Linked DNA regions of Bombyx mori: region 1 is linked to region 2. The links are chromatin contacts, called in public Hi-C maps. All regions are on one chromosome and are shown on one strand. Each heading gives the region's core, a stretch centred on a gene start, on an enhancer-like site or on the middle of the called end of the contact. The rest is flanking DNA. Distances are from core to core; before and after follow the strand shown. Region 1 holds the start of Sir-1 (sid-1-related gene1). Region 2 holds the start of LOC101742884.

Region 1 (6,683 bases), core at 3,717-6,216, 810 kb before region 2:
GGACCCGGGTTAGGGGTCGAATGACAGTTGAGCGGTGAACTTACCGAATTATTCTGTATGGACACCGTAGCGCAGATTTCGTCGTCCGATTCTATTACTAGTATCACACTTTTCGGTATGTTATAATTATATCTGAAACAAATATTACGGCTGGTATTTGATGGCACGTAATCCCGCAGTTTAAGTGATCGTTGCTTCGACCTAACTGCTGGGATATTCCCTTGGGCTCAACTGTGTGCTTAGTGCGAGTTGCCCCTAACGGCAAACGTAGGCAAACGTTTCGACTTCATACAAACTTGAGTTAACTTTTACGCTATCGAGAACGTTAAACTCGCATTAAGCACGCTGTAGTGTCCTTAGTGGTGCGTCCAATAATTTCAATGTCCTTCCTGAATCCGTTACTGACGACTCTAGCGACGCAACTTTGCCGGTATTCAAGTCCCGCAGACGCTAGGTATCCCACTAGGTGGGGTCGGCACAGCTAATTTTTCTCTTCCGTTCACTTTTATCAGCCGTCAGCTCAACACTCACTCTTCTCTCTCTCTCATATCGTCATTCACACACTCCATCCATGTCTTCTTCGGTCGACCTCATCCCCCTCTACCTTGCACTAACATTACATCTCCTAGTCACATGCATCTTCTCTCTACGCATCACACGTCCATGCCACGCTATCCGTCCGCTCTTTAATTTGTTAATTACCGGGGCTACTTTCACACTTTTTCTGTGTGCTGTGTAATAAAAATCAAATCCATAAAATCTATAAATTTCCGTAATTATGTGCTAGGATATGTTACGTGTGTTAGTGTGTTACGATCTTCTCTGAACATCAACTTCCACAATGCCCTTCATGAAGCTAAGGAGATGGAGGGAAATCGTACGGGAGAAACTGATGCAGCGGGGGAGTCATAACCTTCAGTAATGAGGAAAGCGACGCGAGGAGGATATGTTAAGAGTGAATCCCGACCTGCTTTGCTAGCCGAGCTTTGATTCTACTTGGCTCGGACCCTACCATATTGCCCACGTCCACCCGCGAGGCCAGTGTAAAGATTCCCTGAATAGTTCATCGACATCAGTCCAGCCGTTTCGAAGTCTACAGGGAACGTACACACATCGACTCTTATAGGCACCGCTCTGCCCCCACACAACATGACCGCCTCTTTCTGGCGCGAAACAATGGTCCCTTCAGCCTCCTTGACGGACCAGCACCATGTACCCGTGCAGTTCCGTGAAAAGGACCCACAACCGTCCCCACAGGTGAGAGAGAGACGAAAGATGTGCTCCACATACCGTTGCGTGCCGTCGAGGGGTCCGCCTGCGGCGTGGCTCACGTTCCAAGGGTTTTGATCGAAAGAAAAGTAATAGTACCTTGGCGAGCTCGGGTTTACGATCACCTCATTTACCTGCGCAACAAAAAGTGGATACAATTATCAACAGTTGCACGGAACGGCTCGTGGCGCGTCGAGCCAAGGCTCTGAAGCTGCGTTACTTTAAGACAAATATTTTTTGTATGGAAATTAGCGACATCTTGTAGCGGATTCCCCTAAACTTATATGCTGTTAAAGTTAAGGCATTTAATTACTGTATAACTAAACACAGAAAATAAAAAAATAATAAATCATACAAGTGCTTATTTGTTGTACAAAATTTACAAAATCGTTCATTAAAGATAAAATATAGGACAGGTAATATGTTACTGCTATCTACAGGAGCAATGAGAAACTAATTGAAGTGAAGCCATCTAGTGGCCGACGCCCGTAAACATTTTTGTTGAGTGTTTGAGTTGCTTATCTATAGCTAATTTATGTGTATTATGTATGCGTCGAGCGACGGACGTAAGGACGAACCTTGCCCAGTTCTATGTAGAAATCTTCGACCCTCTTCAGTTTTATGTCGACGGATACGTTAGCGCTACTGGACGTCGTCAGCTGTACAGTTGGAGGACTCTCTCTTCTTATGTCTGGAATGTTTTGACTAATTATACTGGTGGTAGGACGTCTTGAATCCGCACGGGTAGGTACCACCACCCTGCCTATTTCTGCCGTGAAGCAGTAATGCGTTTCAGTGTGAAGGATGGGGTAGCCGTTGTACTGTTAAGAGTGAGACCTTACAACTCATATCTCAAGGTGGGTGGCGGCATTTACGTTGTAAATGTCTATGGGCTTCTGTAACCACTTAACATCAGGTAGGCCGTAAGCTCGTCCAACACATCTAAGCAATAAAACACAAAAAAAAGACAAATTAAAATATGAATACTATCAATGTAATCCAAATCAATTTCATATTCAATATTTAGCGTAACTCATAAACTACTGGTCAAATCTTGATGGATTTTGAATGGGACCCCACGAAAAAGTCAGATTTTCTAAAAAAAATCATCAAAATTGGTTCACCCAGAAAACCCTGAACTTTGAAATCCTTACACAACACGAAAAAGCATTTGGCAGAAAAAAAAAACACACATCATCACAGTAAACAATCCTGTATGATCACAGATGGAAGTTAAAGAGATGAGACAGACACTGACCTGAACCTGCATCGTGAGGGCACAAAGTCCTGCCCATGTCGTTTAGCATCAAGAAGTAATCGTCTGTCTGTAGCACCAACGGGAGTTCCCATGAGGACACGCCTGAAACAAAATGCAGGCACTTCTCTCCACAAACTATATTTGTAGTAGGCTAAACTTATAATTATCGTTCTAGCAGTTCAATTGATGATGAATCCACGAGATGTGGACACTTACAGTATGACTAGTCTGTCAGCCCAAGTTCTCTCAGCGAGGTATGGACAGAGCCATACGCAGGGCTTCTCTGAAGGATAAATAAAAAAATGCAGTTACTTGCAGAGAACTAAAGTCATTGACATAGCTCATGAAATTGAAGTGGCAGTGGGCTGGACATATGTGCCGTACAACCAACAATCACTGAAGTGTGAGGTTCTTGAGTGGCAAACGTACTATGGAACACCCCTGGCCAAATGGATCGGTGTAGGGTGGCCAGCAAGAGATTAATGAAAGGAGCCAAAAATTGGGCTTAGTGGTCTAAATTGGAAGAGTTTTATATCCAACACTGGATAACTGTGATGAGCTGCTGATCATGTTGAATCCGCAACACAGCAAGTGACTAATGCATAGGGAAGAAGGTTGATACAAGCCATACTCTTTCACTGACACTGTTTATTAGGAGCATTGCTTGAGCTTCTCAGGCTTTCTTCAAAAAAGAGTAAAATAACTAAAATATCATTAGCATTTTTTAATTATTATTATCTCAATGATTCAGCCCTCTCAGTCTTCATGTTCAACTTGTGTGTTTACTTACCTTTCTGTTGTGTGGCCGTAATGAATAGAGGATGATCACTTGTGAGTGTACTATTAGTTGTTACGTGAACTCTTGTAGGGAAACCAAGGAGCTTATCAGAGTCCTAAAATAATATTTACATAATTAAAATAATATTGTTTTAATAATTCATTTAGTCAATTACAAATTTAATTCGAGACTCCTTTGGGTGGGCTACCTTACTAAACGGAAACATGTCTCCAAGTCACTTTGTGACAAGAGGTAACACAAAGGTAATTTGTCTTCCTGATTATTCCTATTATTATTGCATTTATTTCATTGTTGTGCTAAAGTCCATCAAATTTCAGGTAGCCTCACATTTATTATAATAAATAAAAACAAATATAATCACCACTGACCTCGGTAAAGTCTAAAATTTGTTCAATGGTGTTGTTTACTTGTAAATTAATCCAAGTGTCGTAATTATATCTGTAATTGAATGGTAATTTTAATTCATTTTTTAAAATAAAGAATGTTGAAATTAAATTTAAAATAAAAAAAATAAAATAAAAAAAACCTGCTGATAATGACTGTTTGTAAACACTATTTAGTATTACCATCCTTACCATACTATAAGGACACTGTCTCAAGCTTGTTATAAACTACTTTGAGAGAGTCATGTTTCCTCAACTACCTATAGTGTGTCAAGCTAGCAGGTCATTTGATGTTAAATGAGTACTGAAGCTTACATTGAATGTTGTCCTCTTTCAAACACAAGATAAGTCTCAAATACAAAGCTGTCACTCCGTAGAAATTGGATGTCCAATTTATTCTAACCAGATATGACCAAGGTACTCAACACTTTATTGACCAAAAGTTTATATATCAGTTTTCAACTGTTGAAACTAGCTAGCAACCATTTTCTGTTCTATTAGCAGTTGTATCACTAACCTCTCTGTTCATTATATCTTATGAATTACAATGAAGAACGCTCACGACTAAGCCATTCCTTACTGTGTAGCAGCCTCACCAATATCAATAGTGTTAAAAAAGAAGAGTTAAGACAGTTGAACAGAAGTGATGGTACTAGCTCGATTCCAGTCTCTACTCTATTCATGGACCAGATATGCATGATATTTGATCAAAAAAAAAATTTTTAAGTAAGATTTTACAGCTATGCTCACTACAGATGTAATTAGTCCATAAACTCTCAATAAATACTCACTACAACAAATTAATTATTTTTATTTTATTCTTAATTTTCGACTGCAACTAGCATGATTTTTATCATTTATTTATTTATATATAAGAATTCTTCTGTACTTACATATTGTACTGAAATGTTCTATTCACAGCTAAGTTAACGCTGTTTTTAAAACAATATGATATTTTAATTAGCATTAACAATAATATCTTTCGATATCCCATCATTGTTCTTATTTTAATAATTTCACACTAACTAAGAACGAATCGTGTTCGTCAACGTTATTTCATTATTTGTACTAGCTAATTTTAGGAACTATTTGAATTGGGTATCTATCTATTGGTTACATATTTTTTTCGACTTATTTGTATAGTCATCGGTCCATAAAATTTATAGATATCACTTGTGAAATTATCTATTCTTCAAAGATAAGTAAAATGATTCATTTGGAGGACAACACATTAATAGGTTATGTTGTTGATTGAATAGTGTAAACTGTAAATAGTGCTACACCTGAATTTAAGCGATTCATTATGCACTAGGTATTTGCTACTAAGTACGCTGACCTGGTTGCGGCAACAAGATACTCGAAACACTAAAAGAAATTTACTGGGCCACGCGCTATCGCGTATATCGCTTTATTCTTATGTATAAAATTTGCATTCATCAAATTTGGATGAAAGTACATATATCAATTAATAAAACGGATTGGCTTTTAATTATTTGTATAAAGGGAGTCACAGTTTTTGTTTCTTGTCACGAGTATCAATTTCCTATGCTAGTATTTATTTCCAAAGCTTTAACAATACCTCCAATTTAAGATTTTAATAAACGATTCTACTCTTTACTCAAAACAAGAATCTATTGTCCCAAAAAAGGTATAAACTAGATAGTAATTTGATCCTTACTTTTTGATATCTCAGGTGGACTTCATTATTATAGGACTGTACTACATTGAGAGGAAGGAAGCCAAATTTATTAGAATGCTTTTGAACCAAGCCATAAAATCTACAAAAGAACAGTGTTTTGGCCAAGTGGCGACTGATATTTTCTAAATTATTCGTTAAATCAGTTAGTAGCATTTCTTTGTTTTACTTATTCCACAAACTGGACATCTATCAGCCTTTTTCTAACCAAGCTTAATATCGGATGAGAACTGGTAAAATAAAATAATGATTTATTCGGAAAATACATAAATAACCAAACCGTAGGATTTTCACAACGACTACCAAAAACTGGGCTTATCATTTATTTGTATAAGCGTTAAGACACTGCTATAAAAGATAATATCTATACGATTGCAGTCACGCGTTCAATTGATTTCTGAATGGTTAAGGTTTCCGTTACTTTGCAACCGGGTATAGTTTTTGTAATGTTTCATGTGATAATCATGCATTTTTATTTATTTAATCGTTACCATCGCTGATGGACGTCAGTAATGCCAGGTGCCAGGATACTACCAAGTATTCTATCAGAGCCCCTTTATGTTGGGCTTAGGGCCGAAATTCCTCACTAGATACCAGCGCCAAAAGGGAACGTATGACAGTGGTCAACCCTGCAAATTGACACGAGGTCTGTTACAAGGACACTTGGCCAACGGAATCGTGGTAGGAAATCTTAGTGATGTAGGCATTCATTAAGAACCACCGGCCACAATCCTCGTCGAACTCTTCGTCGTAATTGAGCGAACTAGCCTATAGACAGAGCCCACTGAATTTCTCGCTGAATCTTCTCAGTACGTCGCGATTCTGATCCGATGGTAGATTCTGCGAAGCACTGCTCTTGCTAAGGCTAGCGTTAGCAAGTTCTGTTAGGGTGAGTCCGTGAGATCGCCTACCCGTCCGCGCGTAGCTGAAATATCCCCTTGCTATCGGCGAATAGGTAGGGGAAAAAAAACTATGAGCATATTATGCACAGATACTATCCAGAATAGATTTTCTCTATTTATCATCATATTTATTAACAACGCATACGCATATAACAAAAACAAAACAAAGGTAGTTTTCCAATTACAGAGCATAATGCGACTCAGTGACGCACAATGCCGAATTATGCTGAAGCTTAGTTGAGCATTATGCCGCATAATGCGCTCTTGTGCTGTAATTGGAAAACTACCAAAAAAACCGTTTACGTGATAACGTTAAGTGTATAATCTATGATTGTTATGGTAACCGTTGCCAAGGATACCATGATGTAACTGTACT
Region 2 (5,933 bases), core at 1,601-4,100:
AAATAGTACCATGTACTTAGTTGTACTTCGTTGGTCTTGCAGACAAACACTAGGAATTGAAGAATTATTAACGATTAAAAAAAAAAGCTTTGACAAAAACATTCCCAGAATTGTTGCAGTCTGCTGCAAACAAAGAATGAAGAGTATATATTTTCCAATACATACATTTTTGTATGATTTTATTTATTTATTTATTTATGGTACAATTTATAAGGATAATTGCTTTTTTTCCTACCAATTAGCTGGTAGCCTACGGGGCTGTTCCAGCTATGCTATGCCTGGGAGGTGACACCTAACAGAGCATGCTAACCCAGACACTAGAAAGTGCCTCACATTATCTACCGCCACATCAGAATCGCATAATATTGTAAAGTATTTACAAGGATCAGGAAAAGGGCAGATTTTTATTATCTGATAAAGGCTTTACCTGTATGAGTATGAGAACCTGATATATATATATTTCAGATTCATAGGAAATGGAAGGCAGCTACTTGGCTGTTTCCCTGGCATTGCTGACGTCCATAAGTGACAGTAACCACTTACCATCAGGTTGACTGTATGCACGTTGGCCTATAAAGGCATTTAAAAAAACCTAGGAAATTCTAGTTTAGAGCCAGATGACTGTGTGTGTCACTTATCAGTAACTATTCATCATTATCTACTGATATTAGTAAACATATCTCATATAATATGCTTTACTAATTGTCTTCCAATGTCACAAACATAATTAAAGCTACTTCATTTTAATAATGTTATTTGTTGTCAATTAAAAATCAATCATCTTACAATGGTGCTTAAAATAAAATTATAAATTAAACCACAAAAGTAATTTAAATTTATGTCCTATTTACCATCCAACTACATTATGAATATTTGCTTAAATGAATTTGATGTCATGTAAAGATACATTTTGGTCAAAGATAAGTTGTGCGTTAGATGGATATGAGGTATCTTGATTGTTTGGAAGGTTTACTAACAACGTTTTTAAATATAATTACTCACCCTTTTAACTGGCCGGTCTTTCTTTGCAGCATGCTTCTTGTATTCTTCAAATTTGTCAGGGCACACTTCAGAGCATGAGAGAATCCTTCCATAATCAACTTCATCGTACAAACTGTCATCGGTCAAATTCTTCACAGTCTTTGACAAGTACAAATCGCAACAATCACTTTCAGAATCACTAGAGTCCGTATCAGAATCAGAATCACCGAATATATCGTTTGTGGTATAACAATCGTCGGGATTGTCTTCAAATACAATGAAGGAGTCTTCAGAATCGCATTCCGATGTTCTTCTTGTACGAGGGACATCGTTGAAGACAATTTGGAAGGAGTCCTCGCTGGACGTTGAAGCTTTATGAAAACGACCCGAAACCTCATCAAAGCTTTCATCCGGTTCAATGACAAGTTCAGACTTTTCCAAAGCTTTAAGCAGCGGTGAGCTTCCAGTACTGGAATTGACATCAACTTCTTCACCAAAATTCAAATTTTCATTAATGTTTACATTCAGGCTGGTGTCAGTGGAATTTTCAATGCTGTCGTCAGGCATACCAGGAAATAGTTCTTGTTTTCTTCTGGATTTAATATCCTCAATACCCTCGGTGTCTATATGTGTTTTGTTCCGACGTCTGTTCTGTAGTAATGCTCTGATTTTTTTTAATTTGTCTTCACAGGATGTGACCAAATCATAATTGGGATCTTTTTCTGTCACATTTCCAGTATTTTCCTTGGTCTGATGTGATTGAGAAACTAAATTGTGTTCGGGCATCTTAGAGAACTCAACTTTAATTTTAGGTGTTTCGATTTCCAAAAACTCCTCTTTATGATTTTGTGAGGGGATATAGTATTCAATAAATGCGCTTTGCGTTAACCTCATAAAATCTTCAGGTGAGAAAGCATCCTCAAATGACTCGTCGACAGAACTGGACTCGGCATACAACTTCTGATCTGTTGCCTCTTTACATTCTTTATTTGTAATCATAATTGGGAATAACTTGTCAATGTTACTGTCATCCGTTTTATTGTCAGATAAATCAGTGACTGTGTTCGGTGTTTTGTCCGTGATATTAAGAATGTTTTTGTAGTCACTTTTGGAATCCTGCCAGGTTTGTGGCAGTGTCCCTTGATAGATATCTGACGGTTTCGACCTACGGAACATGACGCCAGCGAGAGTGCTCATCATACCGCTAAAAAACCCAGTAATACCCGATAGAGTCGATTCGCCACCAATTTTATTCTCTTGACTCTTGACTTTTTCACCTTCGGTCATATTCATGGCTAATGTGTCACCAAGATTCTTCATCAATGGATCGGGTAGTGTATGCAATTTATTGAACAATTCCTCACCGTACACACTCTTCATATCGCTATCATTCAGGGCATCCGTGTGGTATTTTCCGTTGGTATAACAATTTTGTTTGAAATACTGCGGATCGTGTCTGACGCGCATTTCACGGCTCAAAAAATTCATTTTCGAGAAATTTCTTTTACGTTGCACACGATACACTATTAAAGTATTTTCTTATATCAGGCGAAGGTCTGTGAGGGTATCTGCAACACTTTCCACAAAACGCAACACAACAATCAGAATTTAAATTAAATAGGTCTTTGTTTGGTACACAGTTCAATGTTTTCACGTATTTGTTGGTGTTATTTCTAGTAAGAAAATCTTTGTTACTTGTTGATTTGTTTGTTTCGAAATTAAAATCGCTTAAGGGCTCCATTGTGACAATAAATGTATTACACGTCTTTATAGTTCGGCCATTTTGAAAGAAATAAATTTGACAAGATTTTGGTGGAATGGCGGGCGACTAGAGAGCTACATTAACAAACCAGTGAACGAACTGATATTTTATAGTACACAGTGCGATATCAAGTATACTATGGGCTTTTTGGCGGGAACGCGAGGAGCCAAGTTGTACGAATGGTTCTATTTTGTTAATTTAGTATTTTTTATGTTTAAATATGTAATCACGGTGGTTTGTTAATCATTTAACACCGCTGAAAATCAAACCAAATTGCTGAACATAATTTCTCGGGTTTTTAAAAAAAACACGCAGAAGGTTCAATAAATTGCCACTGTCTTACTGGAACATTAATACATCTCATTTCATTCCATTTCAGTAAACTACATTCCAATGGATTAGAAGTTCAAATATTTGAACGTATATTCTTATCTTCTTCTCTCTTTATGGCGTTTCCTTTTAGATTTCGCCAATGTCAAGTGTATTTAATACTCTGCTTTCTATAGCGGGCTTCGTGAACGAGCAAGGTCACAGATATTCACTAAGAATTAAGTGAGTAGCTAAGAATGTTTGATGACAGGATCTCTGTTGATTTACCTAAAACAATATACATACAACATATATATACAGGGGTTAGTTCGATAACAGACAGACAAACTACAGCTTAATATTATTATGGTTAATGAATGAACTAAGAATATAAACGAAAGGGGAGTTGACAAGGGAAAGAAGAGATTTGAGATCAATGGGGCGAGGAATATCAGGAGGAAGGAGATCATAGAGGGAGGAAGATAGACGAGGACAACTGAAAAACATGTGATTTGGAGAGCCTTCGTCAAGACCACATTATTTGAACGTATAACCAATTTTTTTGGGCAAGACTGGCTTTTCAATTGATTTCAAAAGGCTATCATCATTAATTAAATTTATCTATCTAATCTAAATTGGGTATACTGCGATAACCCCAAGAGGAGAAAAAGCCACGTTGTGGGAATATACAGAATATATGTATGTCCGCAACCAGTATTGTACGCAAATTAAAATTTTTCGTGCTGTGTGAAGAATCTTCTCAACTATTTTGTAGGCACAGATAATTTTATTGAAACGCACTAGGAAGTGTCAAAGTGTCAAACAATAATGACATTACCACTGACATTACTGAATATTGACAATTGACATTCCGGCACTGCTCGCATTACGCGGAAGTGCACTCTTTGTTTCCTTTTCCTTAAATTTTCAAAACAAGAAAATTTTGAACTTAATTTTCCAAACATGGAAGTAACAGATTTAAGTGATATATTAAATGTGAGATCCATCAAAATGGAAACTAGTGACGTTAGTTTCGATGAAACAAGTGCTGTTAGTGATCCGATGTCGATTATACCTCAATATGTTACCGAGAGTGATTTAGGTTGGTTGCTTCCTTGTCCAACTAGATTTAAAAAAAAACAATTAAATTTTTAATTCTATAACTCCGAAAATAAACATATGGAATCCAATAGAAGGAATTTTAAACAATGCGTCATTAGGCGGACTGTATTATTTATTCAACTTCCATATTAGAACTTGATATGAAATCCCTAGTTTCAAATTTATATGGAGAATCTACTTTATACCTAATTAGAATGTAAATGTTGACAATTCAATAATCTTGCATATTAATAAACTGGCTGATTAAAACTTTATTTAAAAAATTCCTCGTTATCCTAATAATACAACTTACATTAAACTTTTCATTATAATTCATATTTAATTATAATAATTTAATAATAAATTTTCATACTTTGATTATGACAGTGACACGTTAGAAGGACTAAAAACACACAAAACAAATTAAGTTGCTAATTTGCATCCATTAATGGAATAAAACTCTCAAACTTACGAGAATAGAATTTGATAGTGGCCATTTCATCCTACGTTTTATGGTGTAGTATTCTGATACTTTGTGGTATACACAGGTTTGACTATGATGGCCACAAGTATAGAACGCTATGCTGCAGCACTTGTAATCTTCAAGCTACTCTTTAATATGCCATCATTGCATCATAGACCAACTCAACTTCAAAGAGACTGCACAAAAATCTTGGTTTCGCTATCCTGATATTATTGATATGAGATTGACTCAAGCCATATTAACATACATCATGTGTGACTATTAGATACTACTCCCAAAGCTGCATTTAGTTTTTTAAATATGCAAAGAAATGTGTTAAGAAATACATTAATAGATAATTAGGCTGTTGTTTGCACAATACAGTAAAATCTTTTATCACGAAGTTGATAAGGACCATACAGTATATACAAAAAATATGTACCATAATAGTACACAAGAAATATATAAATGCCATAAAAAAAAGTTCTTGATATAAATCAAGAACAATTTTTTTATAATATAATACAGAAGCTTTTCTATGGGTTGGGAAAGGGGTAGCTTAAAAAAGCCGTACTACGTAATTTCAATTATTATATCATATATAAATGGTTCAATCATTTATGAAATAGTATTTCCAAATAAAATAATAATTAAACTAGGCACAAAACAAAATAAAATTTTATTGCACAAAAAACAACACTCAAAAGAGGATGTCAATAAGAACAATATAATTTACTGTTCAGTATTTGAATTGTGGAGATTCTTCTTCTTAGTCGTATACTTCATTGCTGAAGGTCGTATCCCTGAAAGGCCTTCATGGCTCTTTGTACCATCAGCTTCCATATCGTACGGCTTTTGGTTTCTCTCAGGGCGTTCGTAACAACGAGCCTGGTGAGTGCGGTTACCTGATCTGACCAACGGTTTGGTGACTGGCCGGCGGGTCTTTTCCGTTTTACCTTGCCCACCACAGCCAATTCCAGGTTGTCTGGTGGCCGCCGAGCAATATGACCAAAGTAACCAAGAACTTGTTGGTGGCAAATCGTAGACGGTCTCATTTCTAGTTTCAAGGTTAAATGTAATAAAAGTAGCTTAGATTATATCATGTTTAAAGCAAACATTAATGTTTTTACATTACAAACATTAATTGTTTTAACAATGATTTCAGGATTGATGCAGACGGGTAATGAGATGTTGCCCGCACCATTAGCTGTTTTCACTGATACACCAGACGATGAAGACACACTACAGAGCAACGAAAGTAGTGGTTAGACATATTAGATAGCATTATTCTTTCTTCTACCTTGTTCTCTCATTACT

What was found. A called contact is a pair of places that touch in the nucleus more often than the background predicts.
Region 1: a Hi-C map of posterior silk gland shows a contact between it and region 2, with 2.6 times the contacts expected there. The contact joins the promoter of Sir-1 here to the promoter of LOC101742884 in region 2. A contact is called at or near these places in 2 of 7 Hi-C or Micro-C datasets (middle silk gland and posterior silk gland).

The regions. Positions count from the first base shown.
Region 1 is chr23:21,353,205-21,359,887 of ASM3026992v2, reverse strand. Sir-1 (sid-1-related gene1) reads right to left here and starts at 4,966. Exons shown (of 20, transcript NM_001113264.1): 1 at 4,603-4,966; 2 at 3,695-3,764; 3 at 3,318-3,420; 4 at 2,528-2,629; 5 at 1,848-1,960; 6 at 1,291-1,403; 7 at 45-132. The coding sequence starts at 4,706.
Region 2 is chr23:20,540,217-20,546,149 of ASM3026992v2, reverse strand. It overlaps LOC101742884, which reads right to left and starts at 2,850. Exons shown (of 3, transcript XM_004925927.4): 1 at 1,003-2,850. The coding sequence starts at 2,469. It overlaps LOC101742733 (DNA-binding protein Ets97D), which reads left to right and starts at 3,911. Exons shown (of 11, transcript XM_012690230.4): 1 at 3,911-4,154; 2 at 5,782-5,880. The coding sequence starts at 4,016.